Regions from separate parts of the Mus musculus genome. Here region 1 is linked to region 2. The links are chromatin contacts, called in public HiCAR-type maps. All regions are on one chromosome and are shown on one strand. The core of a region is the stretch at or near the end of the contact, and the rest is flanking DNA. Distances in the headings are between cores, read along the strand shown.

The links. HiCAR-type assays count read pairs that join an accessible place to other places.
Region 1: a HiCAR-type map of kidney shows a contact between it and region 2, with 4 times the contacts expected there. The contact joins the promoter of Hoxaas3 here to the enhancer-like site in region 2. A contact is called at or near these places in 5 of 39 promoter capture datasets (embryonic stem cells, hippocampal neurons, liver and 1 more), 5 of 484 Hi-C or Micro-C datasets (the C2C12 cell line, embryonic fibroblasts, embryonic stem cells and 2 more), 6 of 115 datasets of contacts at active chromatin or transcription factors (acute myeloid leukemia, embryonic stem cells, kidney and 3 more) and 1 of 9 other capture datasets (adipose tissue).

What each region holds. Positions count from the first base shown.
Region 1 is chr6:52,198,819-52,202,651 of GRCm38.p6, reverse strand. It overlaps Hoxaas3 (Hoxa cluster antisense RNA 3), which reads right to left and starts at 1,528. Exons shown (of 3, transcript NR_015611.2): 1 at 1,361-1,528. It overlaps Hoxa3 (homeobox A3), which reads left to right. Exons shown (of 5, transcript NM_010452.3): 2 at 1,714-1,815. Hoxa5 (homeobox A5) reads left to right here. Exons shown (of 2, transcript NM_010453.5): 2 at 1-898. The coding sequence ends at 71.
Region 2 is chr6:51,719,353-51,722,860 of GRCm38.p6, reverse strand. No RefSeq gene overlaps it. Among named protein-coding and RNA genes, the nearest start is that of Gm38811, 9.9 kb to the right of the region's middle. Within about 2 kb of position 1,935, at least 50 of the 459 cell types and tissues checked have an H3K27ac peak or open chromatin away from gene starts, as enhancers often do. A contact at or near this core is called in kidney, liver and pancreatic cancer cells, where this site is marked.

The DNA of each region.
Region 1 (3,833 bases), core at 279-2,778, 480 kb before region 2:
TGAAGTGGAAAAAAGATAATAAGCTGAAAAGCATGAGTATGGCCGCGGCAGGGGGGGCTTTCCGCCCCTGAGCATCTGAGCGGCCAAAGTACTGAGCAGTAGTAGCCGGGCAGCTCTCTGTAGTGTCAGTACTAAGGTGACTTTCTGAAACTCCCCTTGTGTTCCTTCTGTGAAGAAGCCCTGTTCTCGTTGCCCTAATTCATCTTTTAATCATGAGCCTGTTTATTGCCATTATAGCGCCTGTATAAGTAGATCTGCTTCTGTTCATCTCTTTGTCCTGAATGGCTTTGTCTTGAAAAAAAAATAGATGTTTTAACTTATTTATATGAAGCAAGCTGTGTTACTTGAAGTAACTAAAACAAAAAAAAAAAAAAAAGAAAAGAGAAAAAAAAACTACACACACAAAAAGCCCCCCCACCTCGTTTAGTGCCAATGTTGTGTGTTGCACTTGAGTTCTTTAATGTGCATGTACGTGGAAGTGTTCCTGTCTCAATAGCTCCAAGCTGTTAAAGATATTTTTATTCAAACTACCTATATTCCTTGTGTAATTAATGCTGTTGTAGAGGTGACTTGATAAGACACAAATTAACTTGTTCAACGTGTAGTGGCTAGTGGCTCTGTGACGAAAACTGTGACTCCAAGCGGTGTGTCCCTGCGTGCCTTTGTAGGACCCTTTGCACGAACTCTGGAAGTGGCTCTTATAAGCGCAGCTTCAGTGATGTATGTTTTTGTGAAAAAGTTACAAATATTGTCCAAGTCTGGCTGTTTAAGCAAACTGTGATCAGCTTTTTTTTTTTTTTGTATTTGTTTTTAAGGAAAAAAAACACTGACTGGAAACAAAACAAAATAAACTTTCTATTGTAAGTTCTCTTGGTCTGATTTATGCCAAATAGCAAGCTGCTCTTTCTGCTTTTCTGTCTGTCCAATAGTACTGTAGGCTGCTGAGTCTGCGGCTACCTGGGCAGCCTGCCTGTTCATTGTGGCTTCACACCAACACCTTGACTCATAGCTTTCCTCACTCAGAACCATCAGAAACCTCAGGCCAGAAGAACATAGTGGGAAAAGCTGTAGGAGGTTCCAAAGCTTGAGTCCACCTTGTCCATCTCTGAGGAAACCAAGTTAACTTTGTACCAAAAAGGAGAGGAAGAGAAAGAGAGAGAAGCCAGGGCTTTGTTAGCCACACTCCGGCCCACATAGATCCAAGGCTATTGTAGGCCTTGTTGAAGAGGCTTCTCTGCCAGGCTGTAGACCCCAAACCCTCTGCCCACTAACCAACCCCAGCACTCAGTTCCCTCTACCCTTACTGAACCACTTGGCTTCTTTTGCTACAATTAATTTGCTACAAATGGAAAGTACTTACCCCATCCTAGCTCCACTGGGAAACTCCTCAGAGCAGCTAAAGCCCAACTAGAGATTTGCACATTTACTGGCTGCTTACACGGATGCCGTCTTTCCTTTTAAAAGTTATAAAACAGTAAACTTTATAAGCCCCAGTTCCGGCTATATGACATTTGGGTGCCAAATGAATAGGGTTTTGTCTATGAATTAGATCGTAAAATCATCCATAGCACAGACAGATCGCCTCACTGGCTATAAAACGTCACGTGGGGCCATTAAAGTAAGTTTTATGGTTTTGGGGAGTTGACATCCAACATTATATACCACATAACATATAATCTCACTAACGCTGGACTCCATTTGACTCTTTTGCAGGCTACGTGTGCTGCCTGGTCATTCAAAGTGTCAATTTTAGGTCCAGAAGTGTCCAAACCACAAGTTCTCAAAACTCTGAAAAATGGCTCCCTCCATGTTAAGGTAAGCTCGCCTCTTGAGTTTATTTTCACTCTTAAAAAGTTTCTTGTCCTCTCTTTCTGTCTGGCTCAGTATTCAAAATGGGAGAACAAACTTTTCCCTCTGCCTGCCTAAATTAGCAAAGCCAGAGCCAGCCTTGTGGAGGCTGCGCGGTGAAGAATGCCTGTGGCCGGCCGAGAACGGCTTCCCCAGGCCTAACTTTAATTGCTGCACAATCGTGATGTTAATGACTTCCGCTGCTCCCGCCGGCGTGCAAAAAGATGATTGTGTGTGTGTGTGTGTGTGTGTGTGTGTGTGTGTGTGCGCGCGCGCGCGCGTGTGTGAAAATGGGTCTGTCTGTGAAAACTTGGCAGCCCCGGGCCTTCTTTCTAAGGTTGGTCAGGCCCAGGCTCTTTGGGGGTCGTGGAGCTCTGGGAGTTGAAGGGACGCAGGCCACTGGAGGAGAGGGGTAAACTGAACTCGAGAGTTTGAAAGAAAGGCCCGGAAAGGACCGAGGCCGACACTGGCGGGATTCCTTGTGGGGCTGAGGCAATATGTCTTCGCAGGGCCAGGGTCATTTGGCAAGACTGAATTGAGGCGGGCAGCCTTTGGGCCTGAGTTTCAGACCGACTGGAGAGAGTGGAAACTGACTGGGGCCTTGGCTGTGTAGCAGGAGCAGGCTGCACCCACAGGATGTTGGGGACAGTGGGTCCCCACCTAGGAGGTACTCTGCTGTCCCCGCACCGGGCTAGGCCCAACCCTGTTAGTTCTTTTCATTTGACTGGTAGTGTTCTCACCAGCCTGTGAGTCTGAAGCAATAAACTTTATGGCCGGATTTAACTTTAGTCTTTGAATCCTCAGGGTAATTGAAAGGGGTTAAAGCGCTTTCTTTTCTTCCGCCTTGCCTGTCTCTGCCTCCCTTCTTTCCTTTCCCATCCCGGTCTTTGTAGGAATAAGACATCTATGCACAGGACCCTCAAAAGGCAGCTTAAGGGCTTCCCTAGATAACACTAAAGATAGAGAAATGTAACCCTCTCCAACTGCAGACAAATTCTCTCTTCTAAAACTGTGCCTAAAGTTTTAAGGGAAATTGAGGTGTCTTCAAATGCCCAACTTAAAAGTCCCCAGAGCCATTAGGTTGTTTTTCTTGACACATCATAAAGGGTACTTTAGGAAGAAATTACCCCTTTGTCAGTAGGAGATTTCCTCTTCTCTTTTGTTATTTGTTCTTTCTGTTTGATCCCAGGAAATTTACATAATCTATGTTTTCCAAAACAGTCTCCAAGATTGTACCAATGAGTGAAGTTAGGTAAAATATAAATTTCCTGGGTACAATTCCATCGGGGCCCCAGCCTCCCATGTGCTTAAGCCAAGCTTAAGTGGGAACTTTCTGGCCTGTCCTGGTGTCTTCTCAGGGTAGGTACCCACCAGAGACCTAATAAACTCCACCCAGTCCTGTCTGAGGAGCTAAGCCAAAATGTCCAACTGTGGTTAGAAAAACAAAATTAAGGACTCTTCTTTTTTTCTGGAGCTAGGTACTTTTCTTCAAGTACTACTAGTTGGTAAAGGTTTTTACCAAGTGCTTAAAGAGAAATGTTTTGAAGTGTTGATTTGAAATACCAAGTATTAATATGCAGAAGTCTCCTTCATTCAACATAAATCTACAGAAGTCCCAGATTCAGAGATCCAAAGAAAACAAAAACCTAGGACTTAAAAAAAAATCAAAGCTCTCTCACAAATCCCACTTTCCCTGACTAGTGGCAAGCTGATGAATGCATGGGGTTACTTTTGGGTGAAGTGAATATTGGTATTTGAGTATTCAGGAAGATGTGTCCACTTCCTTAGAAGGAACTAGGATAAAGCATTTACAGGGGTAGGTTCTTGTGATCTGCTGTGGCTAAGAATGATGGAGCCTTTGTTTTGCTGCTCCGAGTTTGGGTAGACAGTGTTGAGCTGTGGTTCTGTTTTGGTTCTGTGTCTGGTGATTTTGCTTGTATAATTTCTGGGTGGTTGAAATAAAGAGCAAAAGAAAGAAAACCCAA
Region 2 (3,508 bases), core at 686-3,185:
TGTGCCTTACATATCTGTACTCTCTTATGGTTAGACTTCTGTTTTGTTAGCCAATACCTGCTTACCAAAATCTCTGATACAGTGCGCGGTGTATGGCAAGCTACCCTTGTCCTGATTCAGCTCAGGTTGATATGCCTCCCTGTGTACTGACTCGATTCTTCCTTTCCGTTGACACTTGGTCCCGGCCTCGTCTCCTGGGCTCAGGAGATGCCTGGTGAGCGCTTGGTGAGGGCATGAAGAATGCCCTGGTCTCAGGGATGGTTAAAAGTGGGCCGTGTACCAGGGTGGTGCCAATCAATTCATAAATTTCTAAAGTAGGTGAATGATTGCCACACTTTGAAATCTTTATGTTCCTTCAATCTTTTCTTTTCTTTTTATGTTCTGGCTCCTATTTCACACCTCCTGAAAATGTCACAGAGCACATATTTGGTTTTTAACGAAGAGTAAATGAAGTCTGCCCATTGGGAATCGTTTGTGAGTTTTCCCAACTCTTCCGAGGCAATGAGAAGGGTTCATCTGTGTGGGAAAGACACGAATAAAAAGATTGAGTTCTGCTACTGCTTGGAAATCACTTAGGAGACAGACCCACAAGTGAGAGTCGCCTTTGACCTGATTAAATGAAAGAATCCTAGCGCCGCCATAATGAGGAGACCCTAGATTTGGTGTCTTAGGGACCTTTAGAAATCAGTAGTGCAGGGTGAGCCATATAATCAACTAACACAAGCCTTTATAACCACCATGGCTGTCTCCCCACCCAGCATCCATAACCTGTCACCCCACCTGCCTCGGAAATACTTATAAGTCAGGTTCTCATATTCAAACCTAGCTTTTATGGCCTAACCTTAGAGTCCAAAGAAGGGGACTAAAGGCCAAGTTCCCAGCAATGCTGTTGTCTGTAGGCATCTGAGCATCTTTGAAGGTCTCGGTACGCAAGCCTTCTACAGTCACCTGGGTTGTGTCAGCCGGGCGGGTGAGGTGTTTAATGTGACAGTTCTAAAGCCTGGTTTCCTAAAGCAGATGTGCCATTGCAGGTACTTCAAAAGGTTTAAGAGAGAATGAGAGAGGAAGGGAGGTGACCTTGATTAGAACACATTCTCTGCATGTGCCAAATTCTCAGATAACGTGAAAGAAAAGAAAAGCCACATTCTACTTGCTAGAGGGGGAAGGGTTTAGAAAACCTCGGAAGTCTCCAAATGAACCCCATGGGCAATCTTTACTTCCCTGTGTTAAAACTCAATATATGCTTTATGGTACTTCAAGGAGGCATGAAGCAGGAGCAGAAATGTCTAAGAGGAAAATGAATGACAGAGTATGAAATTTTCAAACTGTGAGAATTATCTACATTTATAGGAAAGTGTGTAAGTCAGTTCACATTACCCTGGTATGTACCATACTTTTAATAACCCCAAATACGGGCATAAAAATCCTTATATGTGGGCTGGCTAGACCAATCAGTGGATATAGGTGCTTACAGCCACCAACAATGTGAATGTACTTAATATCAGTGAATTGTGCTCTTGAAATGGGAAAAAATAGACACTTCATTTTATATATTTTACTACAGTAAAAACTATAAAGACTAATACCAAAATAACATGACATCATGTTTATGTTATGAGTTGAACACTATTCTAAATGTCTTCTGTATGCTGCTCCAGTTGATCCCTAGTGATCCCATAAAGTAGTGTGTCCTCGGTTTTCAAATGAGAATAGGAGGCCCAGAGAAGCCGTGCACCTTGCCTATAGACATGAAGGAAGTAGCAGAGCTGGAAGAACAAACCCTACAGGTCAGGCTCCAGGGTCAGTGCTACACCGCACACACTCCCTGCTTGCTGGAAGTTTGTAAATGAATCACAGAAAAGGAGAGGCTCGGCCAGACCTCCTCCCCACTGGCCACTCATCCACACATGAAAGCCAATGACTCAGCCTTAGGCCAGAGCTGCCTCCACCTGACTTTGGCTGCTCTTACAGAGCACAGCCATGGAGATGTAGTCTGATACCATTCCATCAGCACAGAAAGACGTGAGATCTGTGCCTCCGACAGGGCGGGGCAGGCCTGATTAAACACTCTTTAGACCTGTGGGATTGTGTGCTCTTTAAAGTTATCTGGCGATTACTTACCCAGTCCTTTGAAGTTTTAATAAAATGCGATAGCCAATGCTGTGGTGAATCATTCACTAAGATACCTGCATGACCTGGGTTTGAGGACAGAACTCAGACTGCAGATTTCAAATGTTAGTGTTTCACCTGTGTGTATGTCCTGGGTTTTGGCAGGCTAGCATATCAGTTTAATGCATTGCTAGCAGTATTCTGGCTTTTTGCTCTCTCTCTTTCTCTCTCCCTCCCTTCCTCCTTCCCTTTCTCCCTTCCTCCACCCATAACAGGGCCTTGCATTAGAATTTATTGAGAGCTTATTATGTATAAGCTCATTATATGCAGTATTTAACCCTCACATCTCCAATCCATACCTGAGAAAAACACATGGAATTTAAGTGACCGGATTAACATCACCATCAAAAATGCAGAGAGCTGCTTCACACAGGCAGTCTTGACAAGGCCATGATCTTGGGATGACCCATTCCATACTCTGTGAGGTATGTTTTCCTCATCTGTACTGTGAGGAGGGTCTGGTCCAGATGGTGACAGATGTGTGAACTTCTTTAATTCCAGCCCCAGCCTCATCTATGTCCTTGTCCCTACACTCAGCAGATGCTACACCAGGGCCTCCCAGGCAGGTGTCCATCAACAGGATTAGGTGAAGTTTGGTCCCATCCATGCTGTTGGCCTGGAAACAGAGCTGAGATAGGTAGACATTGATAGGACCCTTCTGTCCTGTCCCCCAGTTCCCACGATGGTTCTTCCACTGTACCCAACCCCCAGCTGCCTAGGAGTCCCCGCTGTCTCAGCAAAGTCTCCCCAGTTGTGCACAGCTCAGTAAGATGCAGCAGAGGAGGAGAAGCTCCTTGTTGCTATTCTCATCACGCTCTGCCTCCCTCTGGACCCACACGGCCTCTTCTCACAGCCTAAGCCAGGCCAGAAATAGTTATGGGCTCAGCCTAGGTGCTAAGAAAAAAAAGCCCTGCTTAGAATCACTCTCCATGGCTGATACCAAACCACCATCTCAAAGTCACCCAATAGGACCTGGAGCCTAAAGCACTGCCCAGTCATACACCCATGCATCCAATGAGCTTTTCAGAAGTGTGCTAGGAATAGAAACAATGCTTTCACTAAGATCCTTATTATCATGAAGAAAATTATTACTGCTTTTTTTTACTTCTATTCTTTCTAAAACATTGTGTGTATAGATGTGTGTGTACATGTGTGTGCCCATGTGTGTACAGATGCATGCACACAGAAGACAGAGAAGGATAGTCAGTATAATGATTCAGCACGCCTTGCCTTGTTCCTTAAGACAGGTCTCTCACTGAAAATGGAGCTGGGCTGGCACCCAGCAAATCCCATCAAATCCTTCCCTTTTCTCTCCCTTCTTTCTGCCTCCCAGTACCAA